Regions from separate parts of the Gossypium hirsutum genome. Here all the other regions are linked to region 3. The links are chromatin contacts, called in public Hi-C maps. All regions are on one chromosome and are shown on one strand. Each heading gives the region's core, a stretch centred on a gene start, on an enhancer-like site or on the middle of the called end of the contact. The rest is flanking DNA. Distances are from core to core; before and after follow the strand shown.

What was found. Hi-C and Micro-C count contacts between places; a contact is called where the count stands out from the background.
Region 1: a contact with region 3 is called in a Hi-C map of leaf, with 1.8 times the contacts expected there. The contact joins the promoter of LOC121205395 here to the promoter of LOC121205796 in region 3. A contact is called at or near these places in 8 of 34 Hi-C or Micro-C datasets (anther, callus, leaf and 1 more).
Region 2: a contact with region 3 is called in a Hi-C map of leaf, with 2.5 times the contacts expected there. The contact joins the promoter of LOC107917540 here to the promoter of LOC121205796 in region 3. A contact is called at or near these places in 2 of 34 Hi-C or Micro-C datasets (both in leaf).

Annotation. Positions count from the first base shown.
Region 1 is chrA01:22,059,657-22,063,452 of Gossypium_hirsutum_v2.1, reverse strand. It overlaps LOC121205395, which reads left to right and starts at 2,099. Exons shown (of 3, transcript XM_041076064.1): 1 at 2,099-2,724; 2 at 2,815-2,915; 3 at 3,215-3,796. The coding sequence starts at 2,225.
Region 2 is chrA01:22,363,761-22,367,773 of Gossypium_hirsutum_v2.1, reverse strand. LOC107917540 (auxin-responsive protein SAUR50) reads right to left here and starts at 1,847. Exons shown (of 1, transcript XM_016846869.2): 1 at 1,092-1,847. The coding sequence starts at 1,722. The coding sequence ends at 1,402.
Region 3 is chrA01:22,194,963-22,198,792 of Gossypium_hirsutum_v2.1, reverse strand. LOC121205796 (cytokinin riboside 5'-monophosphate phosphoribohydrolase LOG1) reads left to right here and starts at 1,839. Exons shown (of 7, transcript XM_041076073.1): 1 at 1,839-2,453; 2 at 2,710-2,807; 3 at 2,895-2,925; 4 at 3,008-3,107; 5 at 3,182-3,252; 6 at 3,372-3,515; 7 at 3,608-3,830. The coding sequence starts at 2,340. The coding sequence ends at 3,703.

The DNA.
Region 1 (3,796 bases), core at 850-3,349, 140 kb after region 3:
AATTTCTTTTTACTTTCATTCTACACAAGAGGCTTTGGAATACACACATTGGCACAGGGGATCCTTTTTTTCCCTTTCTGCGTGTCTTATATGATGTGGTCTTTGGCTCATGCTCTTTTATCTTTTTGCCAATTTTTGGAATCTGGTCCCTTATTTTTCTATGTCATTATGCTACACTATCTAACCTACTACTCCACATCCCTTTTCTTTCTTCCTTTCTTTATATATATTGTCCGAAGTCTTGAACATTAGAAATTATAAAGATAAGAAAAATACAATAGAACCGCTTCCGCCAACCATTTGCTCCATAATGACATCAGAGAATCAAATTAAATGGATGCCTAATACCAAAAACAATGTTAATTTGTTCATGGAATACAGATTTTCTTTAGTTTTTTTATTTACCACTTTGAGATCGAGATTGAAAGTAACTTTTGCATTTAATAGCTTTCTCTTGCTGAATACTGAACCACAAAAATTGACAATGGTATTAGTCCATTACACCAGTTGACTTAGGAACTGGATGGTTGCATCAATTCTTTATTTTTAGTACTTTTTAATGTTTTATTTAATTTAATTGGATGGGCTGGTGGCCTGACTTATTCAACCACCGATTTAGTTTTGAAAGCCATGGTCAAAATATTTCATATTAATATATGCTAATAGTTGGATAAGCACATTTTTGTTTGATAATAACTAAATGTACCAAAAATGCTTTGTTTTATCGTACATAAAAAATTGGAGATAAATTTTTTTTAAAAATAAGTTATCAATAATAAAGAGAGGGCCCCACAACTATCGCTTTATTTGTGGAAGATCGAGAAAATTTTATTCAACATGAAAATGAGAGTAATGATATGATGACTATTCTCATTATCCAACAGTTGGTATGATGTCATGTATTTTTAGGGGTTTAAATGACTTTTTTAAAAATTAAAAATTTTATATCTTTTAATAATTTTTACAATTTTTTATACTTTATTAAAATTTTTATATTATTTATAAGTTTTTATTAATTTTTATAGAATTTTAAATATATTTTATTAATTTTATTTTTTTATAATTATTTGATTTTTGTAATTTTTAAAAAAAATTATGATTTTTTTATACTTTTTATAAGTTTATATCAATTTTAATATTTTTAAAAAAATTTAAATGTTTATAATTTTTTAAGAATTCTTATACATTTTTATAAAATTTTTAATAAATTTTATTAATTTTTATAAAATTTTATAACTTATTAGAATTTTATAATATTTATAAGTTATTTTTTTATAACTTTTATAAATTTATATCAATTTTTTAATAATTTTTAGTGATTTTTAATCATTTATTATGAGAAAATTACTATAGCAAGTCAAAAGTTATCATATATCACCATCTGATTGGTTTATCAATTTACTTTAATGATCAACATGGTTAACCATAAATTTCATTAACTGATGGCTTAATTGATTATTTTAATTAATGGCAGGGCTTAATTTTGTGTGAATTTAATACAATGACTTAATTGATTTTTTCTCTTTTTTTATGGTTTTTTTTTTACATACAAAAGTTTTTAAAATTATTTTCGTTATGTGAACACGAAAATATCATATGAGTTAGCACACTAACATCATTAAAAGAAATAAAATTTTAGTCAAAATTTCTATTAAAAATTAAAGATAAATTGATAAAATTATCTTAAGACTTCCAAACCTCTAATTAACAATGCATGGTAAGAACATTAGCTTCCTGAATTCAACCTTGCTAGAACTTTTAAGAAATAACTAATATCGACTGAGTTTCAATCAAATTTATTATATTTTCAACTTCAACTTTTCTAAAGACTTACACCCTAAATATTATCAATTAAAGAAATGATAGTGAGACGAAGGCCCTCATAGACGTCTGAAAACCATAAATAAAGTGCCGGCCATTCACTAAAATAGTGGAGAACCGTTCGATCGGATGACTTCTCCATTGATGGAGTCCAAAATCATTAGATGGACCGTCACGTCGTGACTTGTATCAAGTGGTCCAAAACTTAAGCACTTGTACACAGTTAAAGGAGAGAGTTATATAATAATAATAATAACAACATTAATGCAATAAATAGGCAGCGACCCCACTCCCACCCGCCTCAATTTTCCTCCTTATTACCACTCTCAGATCCCACCCCATTTCCCACAAAAATTATAAGAAAAGAGAGAGAGCTGAATCTACACTTGTATTATTTTTTATTATGGCTCTGCTGACTTTCTTGCCGGAGGCGGCGGCGGAGCCCATGAAACAACCGCCGAAGCGCCGCAGAAAGCAAGTGAAAAGGCAAAAGCAGCCCACCACGTCTTCTTGGGATCAAATCAAGAACTTGCTCACTTGCAAACAGATGGAAGGGTCCAAAGTCCACGACCCTTCGAAGAACAATAACCCGGCGCCGCCTCATCATCATCAACATGGCTACTCAAAACTGGGTTCCTCTTGTAGCTCCATCTGCAGCTTCAGGGACGTCGTTCATGGAAACACGAGGGTTGTTCACAGAGCTGATAACTCACCTGAGAGTAGCACATTAGGTCAAGAAACTGCGCTGCTCAGACGCAAAGCTGTTAATGGGTCGTCGTCACGGTCCTTGTCGGGGTCAACAAGATCCAATAACAGCACCACCACCTCGTCTTCTTCAAGAGCTATTCAATTCAGGAAGCTTTCTGGGTGTTATGAATGTCATACGATCGTTGACCCTAGCAGGTATACTATTTATATAAATATAGAAAAAAATAATTTGAATTTTTTTTCTCATTTTCCAGAACTTTATTTAGAAAATGTGAAAAATTGCAGGTATCCATCGTCAAGAACAAGCATCTGTGCCTGCTCACAGTGCGGAGAGGTGTTCCCAGAAATTGAAAGCTTGGAACTTCATCAAGCAGTTCGCCATGCAGGTACTGTAATTTCTATACCTATTTTATATTCCTGAAATTGACTAGATAGAGTATTACTTAGTCATTAAAATTGTTTATCCAAAGTTACAGAAATTAAAATGAAAACTTTGCAACTTTGACAAATCAGTGGGTTAAATTGCCCACCACCCATTTCGGAAAAGACTGAGGCAATGACGTGGCAAGTAGTGTTTATGGTAGCGCTAAATATGCAGGGTTTTGTGAGGACCGTGCCCCACCGACAAGTGAAATTAATGTTTATTCTTTTCTTTTAATTTGATCCCAGTCTTTTGTTGGTTTAGTTTCGGAGTTGGGTCCAGAAGATTCGGGCCGGAACATTGTGGAAATTATTTTCAAATCCAGCTGGCTAAAGAAGGACAATCCGATCTGTAAGATCGAACGGATATTGAAAGTCCACAACAACCAACGCACCATCCAACGGTTCGAGGACTGCCGCGACGCGGTGAAAACGCGCGCCCTTAATAGCACCAGAAAGAACCCCAGGTGCGCCGCTGACGGCAACGAACTCCTCCGTTTCCATTGCACAACCTTGTCCTGCTCCCTCGGCGCGCGCGGCTCCTCCAGCTTGTGCGGCTCCATTCCCGGCTGCGGCGTCTGCACCATTATCAGACAAGGGTTCCAAAACAAAGGCGAAGGGACCGCGCCAGCCGCAGAATTCAAGGGTGTCGTCACAACGGCTAGTAGCGGTAGGGCCCACGACTCAATTAAGCGTACGGACGGACGTAGGGCCATGCTGGTTTGCCGTGTGATCGCGGGAAGGGTGAAGCGAGTGGCGGATGAAGCGCCGCCGTTGGAGGACGAGAATAGCAGCGGCGTATCTTCCTCGGCTGGTTCGTACGACTCTGTAGCTGCGTACGCCGGGG
Region 2 (4,013 bases), core at 598-3,097, 170 kb before region 3:
TGATTCATTCTTCCCCTAATTATTAGGATTGCATGGACAAACTCCTATTTAACGCGGAATATAAATTAATGGGTGTAACTAATTAAACCGAAACATTATCCACGTAAAATTTTATATTCCAATTTTGAAGTCTTAAGTAAAGGCTAGTCCTTGTAAGCAAAACCTAAATCGTAAACCAACCATATTGTATACATTCAACGTACGGCCGCATGCATTCCATTAAATAAAGAAATCCCCAATCCAGTTAATGTCATTTAAAGTAGCATTTAAACTAACACCAAATCTATCAAGCTTCTTTTATTTTTTTTTATTACAACTTTTTTCAATTTTTGTTTCGCTTAAATCTTTGTTTCAGTTTGATATTACTATAACTTTAGGAAAACATCAAAAATTTTAATTAAAATCCCACCTATAATTCATTAATCACTAGTGATTTTTTTATATTTTTTATATCCGTTTTACGATAAATGTTTAAAGTTTTTAGCTTCTCCTCTTCATTGCATCTCTCTCGTAGACATGTAATATATTTTATCATTACACTTTACATTTTATGATTATTTAATTATACTTTTCAAAGCTACCGTTATTAAACAAAATATATGTTTTTTAATATTTTTCAATGATATTTATGGGCAATTTGAATCGTTGAATAAATTTAAATAAAAAATTACTGAGTTATGCATCTAGATATACACACTGCTACTTTACAGTTTACTGTTACAGACAGCTGAGTGATGCACATTGTGTGTGGTGGGAAAAAGAAGTGAAACTTAAATAAGATTGGATGTTGGCAATGACCAATGGAAACCAGCACAAGTATATTTTTTTTTCTTTCTTTTTAGCTTTTTTTGTTCACCAAAGGTCTTTCACCAAACACAAACAAAAAAAGAAGCTAACTTTGTTTGTTTTAACCTTTTTAATTTTCTTTTCTTAATTTCATTTTTTTTTTGTTTTAATATTCGTTTTGGTTTCATTTCATGTCTGGCAAAATATTCGAATCAGCTATCTGATGTACATATATATATTTTCTTATAACAGTCCTTAACGGTTTAACTGTTCAATTGGGTAGAAAAATAGGAAAGAAAATAAGATAAAAAGAATGGCCCCAAATCCTTGATAAATTTTCACTCTCTCACAGGTACATTGGTAGTTGATAATACATACAAGCCACACCTCAGTGAGGAAAATATTTCAAGTTTTTCTCAGATTTACAAATCTAAAAAAACCCACATAAAATCAAACAATATTCATGGGTTTTTGGGTCATATCAGTTAACAAAAAAAAATAATAAAGAAAAATAATAAAGGGAAAATCTAATAAAAAGAGAAGCAATGAAGCAGCTTCACCTTAATTTCATATATATCCTCCATTTAAAAGCCTAACCATATAAAAACAGTCTTATTATCTGAGCATGGACGTTAGAGACTGGAAAACAACTTCTTCACAAGGAATGGTGAGGCCCATGTCGTGATCAAACCCGAATTCTTCTTCAGCTTGATGAAGCAAGCTTTGAAACTCGGGTCGGGTCAAGAAGGAGATGGGAACTATATATCTGCTTCTGTTTTCACCAACATATACCACAAAATGACCTTTCGGGACATCCAAAGGGAGTCCTTGTTCATCAGCGTAGCTTTGTTTCTTCCCTAAGCTGGAACATCTTTTCAGGATTTGCTTTATCATTGCTGTTTGTGCCAATTTGTTTGATTTCCTGCTGATAGCCATTCTCTTTTGGGATTGCAAATAAGAGTTGAGAGGAAAAAGAGAGGTGTGTTTAAAAGAGGTAAGGAGGGTATATATGGTGAGCCAATAGATTTTCAAGGAGATTGAGAAACAAAGTCATGTGGGGTTGTGGGGACAAAGTTGAGAGATGGGTATGGTTTTGGGATGAGGGGGGGGGGGTCTGAAAATGAGGTCACAAGACATCCCTGAAGGCAACGCATTGGGTTTAAAACCCCAATGTTGCCCTCCCAAAGGACATCATGGTCCCTCTTTCTCTCTCACCTGCCTTCGTCAACTTTTTCAAGCTTCCAACCAAACTAATTCTTCTCTATACTACTTGCTTGAGAACTAACCACCAAGTCCAGCCCCTTGTCCTTCCCATGCTTCTTATTCCTACTTACGTATATACTCCTACGCTCTTTAAAATATCTTCCAATTTTAAATGTTACTGATTTAGCAATATAAGAGTTAAGACTTCTTACCTTGCTTTCTTGCTATCCATTAAGTGAAATTTCTTCCACGGGATGCTAATTTCCGAGGGTTAAAAATTAGAGAGAGTTGCATTTTCTATAGTACATAGGGTGAAGTTGGATTAAATCAGGTAAAATTAAGTGAATTTGAGTTGATAAGTTATATTTTATCATCCTAATTCAATTAATTTTTTTTGAATTGAGTCGAGTGAAATTGTTTCAGTTAAATTAAAAAATTAAACTTATCAAAATAAAATCTTGTTACAATATATAACTAGTTCCATATTAAGCATATAAATTTAAAATCATATATATTTAGAAACTCTTTTAAAGTGAAATAATAAAAAAAGGTATTTTAGTATGATAAGCTTAAATTGGCAATTTACTTGTTTAGATCATCAAAATTATTATTTTAATTATTTTAATTTTTAAGCATTTTTAAAATTTTTTTAGAATTTTTAATTTTTAATTTTTAAAAATATATATGAAAAGTTGATTTTTTTTATAAATATTTTGATTTTTAAAAAATATTTTGAATTTTTTTTTGAAAGTGATCAATTTGCTCATTTTCGAAAGGCTTAATATAACATTTGATACCTAAGCTTGACACTTTTTTCTAATTTGGTACCTAAACTTTTTTTGTCCCAATTTGGTACCTGAACTTTTTTTGGCCCAATTTGGTACCTGAACTTTACACTTTTTCCTAATTTGATACCTAAACTTTTTTTAGGCCCAATTTGGTACCTAAATTTATTAAACGTTATACAAATTACGCAAAAAATAAATTTTATGTTATGCTACAAATATATTGTCAGTATTAGAGGAAATTTATGTCAAAAAATAGGTATTGGGCTATGCTTAACGAATTTATATTAAATAAGAAAAAAAAAGATTTTTAAAAACCCCAAATTAAAAGAAATTTATTATTTTTAATTAATTAATTAAAACTAAAAGTAATTGAACATATAAAACACAAAAAATATCATATCATCTTTCACATGTCGGTCATACATTGATTATTAAATAACATTGTTAGTATATTGAAGTAATTGGTAAAATGTTTGACAAGTACCAAATCGAACAAAAAAAAGATTAGGTACCAAATTAGGAAAAAGAGTCAAGTTCAAGTACCAAATTGGACCCCCAAAAAGTTTAAGTACCAACTTAAGAAAAACTATCAAGTTTAGGTACCAAATTGGACCAAAAAAAGTTTAGGTACCAATTAGGAAAAAGTAACACCCCTATCCTGTAACCGTCGCCGGAATAGGTAAGGGTATTACCAAACAAACAGAACATTACAGATCAATACAGAATCACAGATATCACATAATATTAATGCATAAGCAAAATCAACAATTCATCCCTTATGGAGGTCTCTAAGACCTAAGACATACATTTAGAAAAGGTTGGGACTAAACCGAACACATTCAGAATTTTCAAAACTTAGAAAATATTTTTCAATTCTGTTGAGGTCACACGCCCGTATGACCAGGCCATGTGCCTTACACGGGCACCAGACACACCCATGTGATCCAACTGTGCCAAAATAGAGTATATATACTGACTTTTACACACGGCCAACAGACACGGCGGTGTGCCATGGCCGTGTGATACTTAGCTAGCTACTAATTTAAGCCCACGGCCATATGACACGCCCATGTGTCATAACCATGTGGTCTTAAGAGGTTACTGCTTTGCATACACGGCCACAAGGCACGCCCATGTTCCCTGATCGTGTGGCACAATGCAGGCTTGGTTTAAGCCAACTTGCCACCTCTTTTTGGGTCATTCCTATAAGCAATATTAAACAACATATACCAAAAA
Region 3 (3,830 bases), core at 590-3,089:
AACTTTGCCCAAACTCAAGTGTATCTGAGACTCTTTAACAAATATATCAAATTTTTTAGGGTTATACCACATTTAAATTAAATTAGAAGTTTGAGTGATTGAAATAATAAATATTTAATGAATTGGAAGGACATGGATTTTATTAATTAGTAGGTGAAAAATCAAAACTTAAAAAAAATATATAATGTGAGATATAGGGAAGTAACTAAAATAATGTAATATAAGTAACTAAATTACAAAATTTTTATTTTAAATATTTAGAATAAATTACCCGTATCAAATCAGATAATGAATTTAGTAATGAAAAGAAAATGGAAACATGAAGATGAAATCCAGTTGAAGTGAAAGGGAGGCCCAGACTGTCGAATCAGAGACAGCAGCATAAGTCGCAACCACCAATACAGCTGTTTCACACACATATCTATACTTCCCAATCTCTCTCCTCTTATCGTACAAAAAGGATCTTAACCCTTCCCTTCCCAACTCTTTTAAATATAAAATAAGACTACTGAATCTTTTTATTTAATCCATCTCTTTCCAACCTTATGGATACCCAACTGTTGTAAATCGTTTTTTTAGAGTTGTTTTTAAGTCATTTTATTTTCGAGGAGTTAATACATGTGCACGTACACTTGGAACCTTCCTTAATACCTTTCGGCCTCTTTGATCATATAGTTGTCCTAGTGGGACAGACTAGAATTCATGGTATCACGTGTCCACAATTCGACTTGTTCCTAATTTTTTTTAAAAAAAATGAAATCTAATAATTTCTTTTTCTCCAATTTCCAATCCTCAATTTCCAAGATCTCCCTCCCACCTTCATCATCAATTTTGCAATTTTTCTTAGTTTGCAGGCAGCCTGTTTTCATTGTCAAACATTTAGTTTTTTCTTACATAATTAACATGGGCAGATTATATATAATCTCCAGCTTGTGGGACATTTACTATCAGAGGACAAACTTCTCTCTCTCAGAAATTATTGAACAATTAATTATTGTCCCACTGCACAAATTGTTTTTCTTTTTTTCATTTCCAAAGGTTAATTCAACCCCACAGAAACAAATGAGACCAAATTCCAAAATTCAAACTGTTTATTCTAAGATAATGTTTGATTACCATGTTGTTTTAAGCCAAGATCCTCGGCTAAAGATTTTGATTTTTTTTTTAAATGAGAAAAAGTGTGGTGGAGCTATCTCTGATTTTGTTTAATCCCTTTTTTGTCTTTCATATTCCTATATAAAAGTGTTGTCACGTCAATACTTTATTCTAAATCACTATATTTCGAATTAAAGACTAATTTCTTCCATTAGTCTTATCCAATCATTTTAATTAAAAGCTTGTCAAATTATATTCTCTCTATATTTTTTAATTCAATTAATTTATATTAAAATTTATCACACTAAAAAAATTGCCTTTAAGAAAATAATATATCATACATAAATGACAGTATTTCCCTTTATTAAAAAAAAGAAAAGGAAATGGACTTTTTATAATGATGAGAAACTACATAAATAATAATGGGTATGTGAATGTTGTTTTTTTTACATAATAAATTTGTTGGTTATATCTTTTTTGAATTTAATAAGATAAAAATTATTGTATTTTCTTAATTAGGGGTGATTTGATAATTTTTTCAATTAAATTGGTATCTAGTAATTTGTGAAATCAAATTAATCTAATATTTTATTATTTGTACAGATAATAATGATATTTATTAGAAAATATGAAATCTTCTCTTTTTTTTTTTAAAAAAAACTACGATGGGGATTATAGTGTAACAGAAAAAGATAAAGAGTATAATTTATTTTTTTTACATTTGATATATTAATGCCTAAATTAAAACATTGAATAGATCATCATGCAAAATGATATTTTATATATATATGATATAGAGTGGGAATGAAGGAGTAAATAGATTTGGGGAGTATAAGCTAGTGTTTATTGGTTGTTGGAGTTGATCATCTTAGATAAGTGTGCGAGTGAGCCATTTTAATTTAAATCAGTGAGAAACTATCGTGAATTAAGGCGTAGTTGAATCCACAAAACAAGGGAAAGGGGAGGGATGAAATTACAAAGAGAATAAAATGATAGCTCAACCGAGCCTGCACAGTGTTTGTGATGAGAAGAGAGTTTGACAGGGACGTAGGGAGGTGATGTGTTGGATAGTGGGGCAATGGGGGGCATTCAGTGTGATTTCATATATAAAATGGCAAACCATCACACCATTTTCTTTCATTCCTCCCTGTACTTTTGGCCTTTGATTTCTCAACAGTTTGCTGCTGACTCTTGTTGCACTGAGCAAACAGGAACCAGAATTACTATTTGAAGCCTTTCCTATTATGGAAAATCATCACCACAATTCAAGATTCAAGCGTGTATGCGTCTTCTGTGGTAGCAGTCCTGGCAAGAATCCTAGCTACCAGCTTGCTGCTATTCAACTTGGCCAACAACTGGTACATATAAATTCTGGGTTCTTCTCTTTTACTTTGAGAAAACTTGTTTTGCAGTTTGAGTTTTGATTATATGTATCTACGGCTGATGAGTTGTAAAGTCATCGTCTGATTTGCTCCGTGATGGTTTGGAATAGAGGAGGAAATTAATGTGGAAAAGCTGAAACGAATAAAATAGTGTGGTTTACCGTATGTAAAGGAGTAATTGCAGGGAATTAAAGACGTAAAGTTTTAATAATGGATAAAATAAAACGTGCAGGTTGAAAGGGACATTGACTTGGTTTATGGTGGAGGAAGCATTGGCTTGATGGGGCTCGTCTCTCAAGCTGTCTTTGATGGCGGCCGCCACGTGTTGGGGTAAATTATATTGTTATTCTACAGTTTGAAGTTTCAGTTGCAGGCCAGGGACTATAATTATAACCCCTTTCTTTCAATTCCCTGTAGGGTAATTCCCAAGACACTGATGCCAAGAGAGGTAAAAATCAACACTAATTGAACTTGCGTCTCCTGTTGATTATCAAAAACCTTTTATAAAAATTTGGATTGTTTAATTTCAGATAACAGGCGAGACCGTGGGAGAAGTAAGAGCTGTATCAGGAATGCACCAACGTAAAGCTGAAATGGCTCGTCAAGCTGATGCCTTTATTGCCTTACCAGGTTTGTTAGTTTGTTTTTGTAAAATCCCAATTTTGTTTTTAATTACCAAAATTTGATTTTATTTCAACTCCCAGGTGGTTATGGAACCTTGGAAGAACTCCTGGAAGTGATCACTTGGGCTCAGCTAGGAATCCATGACAAACCTGTAAGCTACTTTTTCCAACTACAATTATTCACATGCAAAACACGTGCATCTATCTATACAATTGAAACCCCAAATTGTAAGTAATAGGCATTTTGTTTTGGGTGGAAATCGAAAAACAGGTGGGATTGCTGAACGTGGATGGCTATTACAACTCACTCTTATCATTCATAGATAAGGCTGTTGATGAAGGGTTCATAGCACCAGCTGCCCGTAGCATAATTGTGTCTGCCCAAACTGCCCAAGATCTAATGTGCAAGCTCGAGGTACATTTCATTTCCCCAAATAGTCAAATTATATGAACCGTCCATTTCCTAATTGGGTTGACGTGCTTTGTTTCTTTTTTTTTTGACCCCAGGAATATGAACCTAAACATTCTGGGGTGGCCTCCAAGTTAAGCTGGGAAATGGAACAACAACTGGGTTTCACTGCAAAATCAGACATTGCTCGTTGACCCCACCACCCTTTCGTGTAACAGTAGATTCTTACAAGTCCCCAACAGATAAAAAAGAAAGGAAAAAAACATTATAGATGCTAAGCTCCAAGTTCCAGTTTGGAAGGTGTGAAGTATTTGTTGTTTG